Linked DNA regions of Pan troglodytes: region 2 is linked to region 1. The links are chromatin contacts, called in public HiChIP or PLAC-seq maps. All regions are on one chromosome and are shown on one strand. The core of a region is the stretch at or near the end of the contact, and the rest is flanking DNA. Distances in the headings are between cores, read along the strand shown. Region 1 holds the start of MAP3K4 (mitogen-activated protein kinase kinase kinase 4). Region 2 holds the start of AGPAT4 (1-acylglycerol-3-phosphate O-acyltransferase 4).

Region 1 (4,616 bases), core at 1,502-4,001:
AAAAAAAAAAAGTTCAAATGAACAACTGGACAGCCCCGCAACATCTTTTACCAAAGATCTACAGTAATTCTGTCAGAGGTCAGTTCAATGTATTGAAGAGCAGGTGGTGACAATGAGGACATAAAAAAGAGAAAACAACAGTTTTGTCAAGTAATCTGTTTTACAGATTTTTCTATTGTAAAATTAACTGCAATGTTGCTAAGAAAAATATTTGTCAGATCTTCTTGTTCCGTACACTGCTGTTCACTTACAGTTGGATGAAACCCATTATCCTGACCTATTTTTATTATAACACAGACAGAAGCCTGACTGAAAAATGAAGTGTTTTTTTTTTTTACCACTGAAGCAGCAGTCATTTTTGCAGCACATTTTCATTTCTCTGCCCTTCTCGCTTTTACCTAAGAATGTTCATGTCCATTTCTTTCCGGAGTAGGGTTATACAGAATTCTAATTTCTGATCTGCCCATTTGGATAATGAATTCTTCATGGTGGTTAAAGACACGGGCTGTGCAGCCAGACCTTTCTTCATTACCAGCTGTGAAACCCTGGACAAGATACTTAACCTGTGTGCCTCAGTTTCCTCATCTGTAAAAAAGAGAGTATAACAGGACCTACCTCATAGAGTTGTTGAAAAGATTAAATGGGTTAATAGAAATAAAGACAATGGCCTATTTTAAGCGTTAAGTGTTCACTATTAATTTTAAAGAAAAAGGTATCAAAATTGCTCGAAAACTGATCCGTTAACAAATTTATAATAAACTTTCTGACAAAATTTCTAAAAATACTAGATGTATTCAAAAGGAACCAAAGGAATTCTCATTACACCCTGTACCATTATTCAGAGAAGTTGTTCCTTAGAAGTACCCAGAACTATCTCAGAATTAAAAGAGGCAACTAATTTCTTCACAGCTTATAAAAATAAAACAAATTTGTTTGGGCCAACTGAATGATGACAAGCAAGAATATGGCTCCTGTGTTCAGTTCTAACTACAGTTACAGGTGTGAATTTTCTTTAAGCAGGAAAAAGAGGACACTTTACTGCCTTATTCCTAGAACTATAGAGCAAGACCATAAGATGCCAAGAGGAGCTGCCGAGGTATTTTCATTACAGGGGACAGGGGGCAGCAGTTCGCAAGTTTACTCTGGGATGCAAAGGACAGGGAGTAAGAGGACATTTGAACATACAAACATAGGCACGTAAAAAGAGGGAAATTCTCAGTTATGGTGAGTTTGTTCTCCCAATTAAAAAAAATAAAGACAAAAATAAGTTAATAGACTATGGAAGAAAAAGCAACAAATGCTTTGGTTACCGAAGTTCCACCTTAGAGCTTCCTGCAGTAGCAAAGTTTTAGACAAATGAATCCTTACTTTTGTGCACGTGTGAGCAACAATCTGCACAATACTAGCACTAAAGGACAGTAAGGGGCCCTCAGAAAAGGAAAGCAACGTATCTGTCTGCATAGTCTAAGTGCAGTTTCTCACGGAAGAGATGACAGGCATTCTCTGGAGCGGGCAAAAGGAGAGGAGGAGGAGAACGCGGGGAAATAGCCAGTACGCACTCGATTTCCGAATGTCTCATTTACTCGAAAGAGGGCAGAGGGGAGGGACCACTTTCGTTCAGTAATGATGAGAGGCACTTCAGTGAGGCCACTCTTCCGAAGCTAGCGGCAGGGGAGGCAGCCGCACTCTGCTCCCAGCCCCCGCGACGTTGAGGGTGAGCTGGGGGAGTCTACAAGGGAAGGGGAGCCGGCAACACGCTCGAGCGGAACCCTGCGGAGCTGCAACCCCGGGCGGAGTCGCCGGACAGACTCAGACGCGGTCCCCTGGGACCCAGGGATGCACCGCGCCCCTCCCGCCCCAGCCTGCAGAGCCTGGATGCTTCCCTCCCCACCTGGCGGGAAGCAGAGGCCCTCGGGCCCGACCGAGTTCGGGCCAGGACCCGCCCCGCTTTCTGCGAGCGACCGACTGCGGCCGCCACACTCACCTCGCCGCCAAGCAGCACTCGGGTTCTGACTCGGTCTCGGGTTCCGGCGGCGGTGGTGGTGGTGGCGGCGGCGGTGGCGGCGGCTCCTCCATGGCGGCGGCAGGCGTGACGGCAAAGGCGGGAGGAGGGACCAGCGCGGCAGCGGCTTCTCTCATCCGTGCACGGAGCCCCGCATGGCCGCGGCGGGCAGTAAGCTGCAGCCTGGCGCGGGGCACCGGAGCCCCGAAGTGCGGGAGTGACTCGACTCCGCCTCCGCCTCTACCCCGCCGCAGGAGCCGTGCGCGCCGCGGCCATCTTGGAAACGGCGACCGGCCGAGCGCCGGGGCTACGGTGGGCGGCGAGGGACAAGCCTCCGAGATCGGCGGCGGTGGCGGCGGCGGCGGCGGCGGCGGCGGCGGGCGCCGGAATCCGACCGGACGGGGGCGGAGACGGCGGCAGGGAGGGGCGGGGAGCGCCGTCAAGTGTCGGCGCGATTCGGTCCTGGAGCCGGCTCTCGCCAGCTCGCCCGGTTTCGCCCCGGCCGGTGGCAGTGGGGGACTGTGGAGCGGAGCCGGGCTGTGCAGCGGGCTAGGAGCTCGAGGCTTCCCAGGCGGTCGTCGGTCTGGGAGGGACGCTGGGTAGGGCCGATGAGCGGGGCGGGCGCGACGCTATGAGCCCGGCCGGAGTCGCCGCCCAGGGACCTGCCACCCGGATCCCACCTTCCAGGAGGACGGACGTCACCCAGACGCTCGCAACTCCGGTCTCTTGACAGCGCAGCCTTCCACTACAGGCTCGAATTTTTAAGGCTTGACATAAAGTCTCCGGAATTCCAGACTATTAAAGTGACTCTCTCATTTCAACCCGGCAAAACTTCTCACCCCAGTGTCATAAGATTCGATAGCGATCTCCCAGAAACTTGGACTGGAATGCTCCTACACTGAGGGGATGAGGGGAAGAAGAAATGCTAAAGATTATTTCAGAGTTACAGAAATCCTGTTGAAATTCCAATGCATCGTTTACTCTTAGCGCTGGGGCTTCACAGTTTTTTTTTAAGTTGGAAATATTTACAAAATTTCCCATAGGGTGAAATCCAGAGTTAATCCAAAACCAGAATCTTTTAAAATTAAGTACATTCAAATGTGCAGATTTCTTAAACCTCATTTAGTTGAGCTTTGATAGGTAAAACACACGTTTTGAACAACTCTGGTAACAAAGAAAAACATTAAATTGATTATAGCTATGTTATATTTAAAGATCAGTAGTGAAATTAGCTATATTGTGCTCAAAGTATGTTACTGACATTTCTCCGTCGTTAAAAGGAACTGCTTCATTGTAGTTTTTTATAATAGTCTGTATTATGTATATAGCCTGATAGTGCTGAATTTCTGAATTGACCTTCATCTTATTTACTCAACAATATTCATTTGACAAATACTTCTTAAGTGCATATATGTGTCAGGAACTGTACTAGGTGCTGAGGATATAGCAGTAAGCGCAACAGACCAAGCTAACAGCTTAGTAAGGGTGAGGTAAAACAAAACAAAAAAGTATTTAAAAAAATAAACTAATTTTTATCTTAATTTAAAAAATTACAAATTTTTAAAAATCACAAATTGGTATCCATGTATAATTCATTTCCGTGCACTTTCTTGTGTAAAGAAAGCTCAGTAAAAGTATTTCTTACGTTTCTGTAATTCTAGTTCTCTACTCGATTTTCTTCTGCAATTTTCTGAGCCAGAACCCTTCTTAGAAGGACAGACCAGAGGGGCTGATTAATTTTCACTCCAGCACACGCAGAGAAAGGCAGACCCAGTGAAAGAGAGCAATAAAAACCTCACGTCCATTGGAGAGGACCTAAACTAAGCATGACACACATTGATTTTTTGTTTCATAATGATACAGTGGCATCTATTTCTATCTACTGGTAAAACACCAAAGAAATACTGGATATGTACAAAAGATAGTAAACTTTTTTAAAATTTACTTTTAAGATTAGGTGTACATCTGCAGGTTTGTTATACAGGTAAACTTGTGTCATGGGGGTTTGCTGTACAGATTATTTCAACACCAAGGTATTAAGCCAGTACCCATTAGCTATTTTTCCTGATCCTCTCCCTCCTCCCACCCTCCACCTTCCAATAGGCCCTGTGTGTGTTGTTCCCCTCAATGTGTCCATGTGTTCTTATCATTTTGCTCCCACTTATAAATGAGAACATGGATGTTTGATTTTCTGTTCCTGCATTAGTTTGCTAAGGATAATGGTCTCCAGCTCCATCCATGTTGCTGCAAAGGACATGATCTTGTTCTTTTACGTCTGCATAGTATTACACAGTGTATATGTACCTCATTTTCCTTATCCAGTCTACCACTGATTGGCATTAGATTGATTCCGTGTCTTTGCTATTGTGAATAGTAGTTACACACTTTTTAAATAGTCCTTATAACCTTAAATCTCATCCTTCTTGGCTGAGTAGTAGGAAGTTGGAGAAAACCTCTACTGTTTATTTGCTGAAAGGTGATTTGCCTGTTTTTCTTATTTCTCCACCATAACATAAATCACCCCTTATTGCAGACATTCTCCTCTGTATGAAGAATCTAAATTGAACCCCCAGGGGCTCCAAATCATTAGATAAAGAATTAAAGATTGCATGCT
Region 2 (4,616 bases), core at 887-3,386, 280 kb before region 1:
ATAAATGGCTCTGATGAATATACATGTTCCCAAATCTTTGAATTTATCTCTGCTTATGTCCTTGGTATAAATTATTCTGAGTCGAATTATTGGATTAAGGGGAATGAACATTTTAAAGGCTCATGAAAAATCTTGTTTAATTGAATTCCAGAGATTGTATCAATTTGCCATCACCAGCAGAAGAGAGAACCCATGGCATTGCATTCTCTGCACTGCACGTTCTAGCTTTTTGAGTGTTGGACAAGTGACTAGGCAAAGAAATAACATCCTTACTTTGTGATTTGTATTTTTATGTAAGGTTGCCTCTTTGTTTACGGACCACTTATATATCTTTTTTAGGTTACCAATTTATGATTTGTGTCTCCTTTTCAATTTTTTTCTCCTCTCTCCAACTGCCAGTATGTATTTCTTACCATCTCACCGATGAGTATACTGTCCACCTCCACCCCTTTCAGAGTCCACTGTTAGCTAAGAAACTATGTAGATGTATCCTCCCTCTCCTTTTCCCATTCTCGAACCACCTCTGAACCTTGTACAAATGTCAATCATTGCCTCCATTGTGTTTTAACTGTTTACATTTCGCTTTCCCTTCTAAGACTTTGAGCACTTTGGGGCCATTTCCATGTCTTATCTGTGTTTTTGTATCTTCAGCAACTAACATGGATGCTCAATAAACATTCATTGAACTGAGTTGTTACGTTGTGACCTGGAAATATTCACAATTCCTTGTATAGATAGAAATAGCTAAATAAGGGCACATAAGGATAGACTCTAAATGGCACTCAATAATGTGCATAGGGCTGGGCGTGGTGACTCCCCGCCTGTAATCACAACACTTTGGGAGGTGGAGGCGGATCACCTGAGGTCAGGAGTTAGAGACCAGCCTGGCCAACATGGTGAAACTTCGTCTCAACCAAAAACACAAAAAATCAGCTGGGTGTGGTTGTGTATGTCTGTAATCCCAGCTATTTGGGAGGCTGCAGCACGAGAATTGCTTGAACACAGGAGGTGGAGGTTGCAGTGAGCTGAGATCGTATCATTGCACTCCAGCCTGGGCAACAGAGCAAGACTCTGTCTCAAAAAAAAAAGCATAGGATTTAATCCATGAATTTTGAATTTCTATGTTAAATTTTTAGAAATAGTAACTTTTTCTCCCATATTTCTCAGCTATATCTGAGATAACTGAGGCTGAGCAACATTGTCTAGACAGGCAAAGTGTTAGCAATAATAAGTATAATAATAATTGTAATGTAATAATGGAATGAGGTTGTTAAAGTACTGAGATCAGGATAAAAGTTACAATTGTCCAAATTTTAAATTTCCTATCATTTCCACTGAAATCACTGACTGTACTTATAACATTATCAGGAATTTATGCAATTTGTAGGTTTTGAAATAAATTACCATTCAGAATTCAACCGTGAAAAACAGTGTAACTCTACTTGAAAAACACTTTGAAAAACTCAAGTTTTCACCAAATCTAGAAGCACATGGGTCGTAAAACATAGTTCGAAAAGTTTCGAGAGATGATGACTACAAGGAACTTTTTATAAAAATCTTTTATAAGCATTACTCTGTGGTCAAATTTATTTTCACATGGATATTAAAACAAGTTATTGCTACAAATGGGTTTCTGTTCTGATCCTTTTTTTGTTTGCCTCACATATCCTTTCTCTTCCACCCCATTCTGCTTCACTCTCCCCCTCTCTCATCACAGACAAGAAAAATGCCACCTCCCGTAGGATCCACTCCAAACCCTGTTTCCTGAATGATCAATGCCTTCCCCCATCGCAATCAAAAAAGCACTTTCTATTCTGTCTTCATGACACACTGGTTTTGACACTTGCATAGCTGTTAGTAATTCTGCAATGTGCTTGGGCTATTTGTGAGCACATGTATTTTTCCTTTATAGATTATAAACATCTAAAGAACAAGGTTAACCCAGGAGTCAAGTAAATAGTTAAATATTATTTTGACAATGGCTGTAATAGTGGACATTTGAAAGGAATACACCTCAGTATTTTGAAATTGAAATAATTTTCTGGATCCTGGCATTTCTGGACTTTCAACAGCCCACCCTTTTTTGAAATTGTGACGACACCGTTTTACTATAAAGGTCTGCCCAGACCCTCTCTGATACACTGTGTAAATGCCACGTGCATGTGAGCATGCGACAGTATGTGTGTGCACGCCTGTGCAGTGGTAATCAACCGTGGTGCTAAGGTTTGAAAACAGAAAATACATCAATCGACCTCCAAGCTTCTTTCATCCCACTTCATAACATCTCAATCTCTTGAGTGCTGAGGCTTATTTTGTTTAAGATGATTTGGACTCTTCTGAGTGCAACGCAATCTCCTTCCAGCACAGCGGACCGAGGAGAGGTGAGGGGAGAGTTTTGAGGGTGGGCATATTGATCCTACGCTTGCTGAATTAAAAATGAGCCAACTGAGGACAATTTCCAGGTTGCAACACAGACGGAGCCGGAGTCTGGGTTCAGGTTGGAGGAGCCGTCAGGGCGCAGGGATGCAACAGGATTTGGGAGAAAGGGGAGAGAAAGCAAGGCCACTTCTAGGGGGCTTTGATTTTTTTTTTATCCTGGCAGCTTCCCGAGCCAGATTTCAAAAGCGATTTCAAACGTGAAGCCAACTGAAGCACTGCCTTACACTAATTGGAAGGGGAAGGGAGTGACTCATATTACACCAGCTCGCTCTTCCCTCTCGGCAACTGCTAACTTGTAGCTTTAAAAGGAAGTGACATGGGTGGGGAGAGACGTCAGCTGAGGACCACTTTTTTTTTTTTTTTTCTTCCTGAAGGGTCCACCCCATGGGTGGAGTCTCGCTTTTTCTTTCCAGTGTTGGCTGACTTACAGCTCTTATAAACTAGTGGCAATTTCTGAACCCAGCCGGCTCCATCTCAGCTTCTGGTTTCTAAGTCCATGTGCCAAAGGCTGCCAGGAAGGAGGTATGTGGTCCTGGTGCCGTTCGCAGGCACCTTCCCCGCTGGGTGTGGCTGATGTTTGCATTCCTCTTCCTATCATATTTTTCTTTCCTGGGCTGGATTTCCTTAGGACCTCTGGAAGGGTAGGCTCCGGGGGAGGGGGAGTGCAAGGCGGGCGGGGGAAAGGTGCAGGGGGCGCCTGGAGGGAGGCGAAGAGAGGCTCTGCTGGTACAAAAGGACCCTCGCTTTGTGCTGGGCCGGGTGAGCGTCCCTTTCTGGGCTGTGATTTCAAGCTGCTGTTCCTGGCTTCATTTACCCACCCACCCAGCCCCCTCCCGGGGCTAAAGCATTTTCTCTGCTATAGACGAAGCTGGGCGGGGGGTGGTGGGGGGGGGGTGGAATGTTCCTATTACATATTGCTCTCTTTTGTGTCATGCAACATGTTCTTCCGTCGCTGACGTTTCTATGGCAACCACAAAAATACTACACAATATGCAGCCCCGATATACATTGATTTATTTGTATTTTGTGTCTAGTTTGCAGCTTCCTGCTCTGCTTCTTGCTTTGGTTTGCTAAAATCCAGCATGGCTTGTGGCTACCCCTCCTCACTTTCATTTTGGTTTTTCCCTATCACAGGAGGGGTGGGGGAGGGGAGTTGTCAAGGAAACAGGCATTGGTAATTACCTCTCTATTTACCTAATTTTCGGCCTATGAATTTCTCCATATCGAGGAATTAAAAAAGGAATGCTTTGATGTTTATGTAAGTCTTCAGTGTCTGGTCTTTTTTAAGAAAACCTAAACACTTCTTAAGATACGATATTGATCCTGTGGTCAAGCTAAGGGGGAATTAATTCCTTACAGGAGGTGAGATCATTGAAATAAAGTTTTAGAGAGCATTGGAGAATTCGCACTGATAAATGTGATATTGCCTGCCCAGGTTTGCCTAAAAGCTTAAATATTTAAAAGATGGGTCTTTGCTCTCATCTGCACTTATTTAGCTCCAAATCTTAAGTTCAACAAGTATGAGTAACAAATTAACTGCCGGGCAGGATTCTCCGTTTTTCGTTTTCGTGCATTGTTCTTAGATGGATTAGCCACGCTATTCACTCTCTTCAAGGTGAGGGTTGCTAGACTTTTTCAAAACTGTGGAAGGATTAACTCATCTGTGATTAGTCAACGACTCTCAGTTGGAAAAAAAGTATCTTGAGAGAAGGGAGAATGTGTGTGTTTGTGTGTGTGTGTGTGTGTGTGTATGTATATGTGTGTGTTTAGGGAAATGGGAGGCGGGCAGGGAGAACAGGGCACACATCTTGAGTTCTACGTTAGAAGGATTCCATCTTCTGAATGTTCTCTATGGGGAGAAAAACTGATATTCAGAAAAAATATGAAATGAGAAAATTATTATCTACTTAGTAATAAGCAAAGTTAATTATAATTAGAATCAAATAACACATCTCTTAGAAAGACATAGTCCTAGTGGGCCTCTTAACAGGTACCGGCTAAACTGATGCTTTTATTCAGTACGTCTAAGGAAGCGTTTGATAAGGGATACCATTCTTCTGATGGGCATCCCAAATAATTAGCTTTTATAAAATAGATAAGTAGTAATCCCATTCATGACTCTTAAAATTATCTATAATTTAAGATAAACATGTGTGAAGGTCACTTAGCCCTCATAC

What was found. HiChIP or PLAC-seq counts read pairs in DNA pulled down with a chosen protein or histone mark.
Region 2: an H3K4me3 HiChIP or PLAC-seq map of stem cell-derived excitatory neurons shows a contact between it and region 1, with 3 times the contacts expected there. The contact joins the promoter of AGPAT4 here to the promoter of MAP3K4 in region 1. A contact is called at or near these places in 1 of 7 Hi-C or Micro-C datasets (stem cell-derived neural progenitor cells) and 1 of 1 datasets of contacts at active chromatin or transcription factors (stem cell-derived excitatory neurons).

Annotation. Positions count from the first base shown.
Region 1 is chr5:173,078,666-173,083,281 of NHGRI_mPanTro3-v2.0_pri, reverse strand. MAP3K4 (mitogen-activated protein kinase kinase kinase 4) reads right to left here and starts at 2,751. Exons shown (of 26, transcript XM_016956586.4): 1 at 1,985-2,751. The coding sequence starts at 2,139.
Region 2 is chr5:173,361,548-173,366,163 of NHGRI_mPanTro3-v2.0_pri, reverse strand. AGPAT4 (1-acylglycerol-3-phosphate O-acyltransferase 4) reads left to right here and starts at 2,136. Exons shown (of 9, transcript XM_016956591.4): 1 at 2,136-2,381.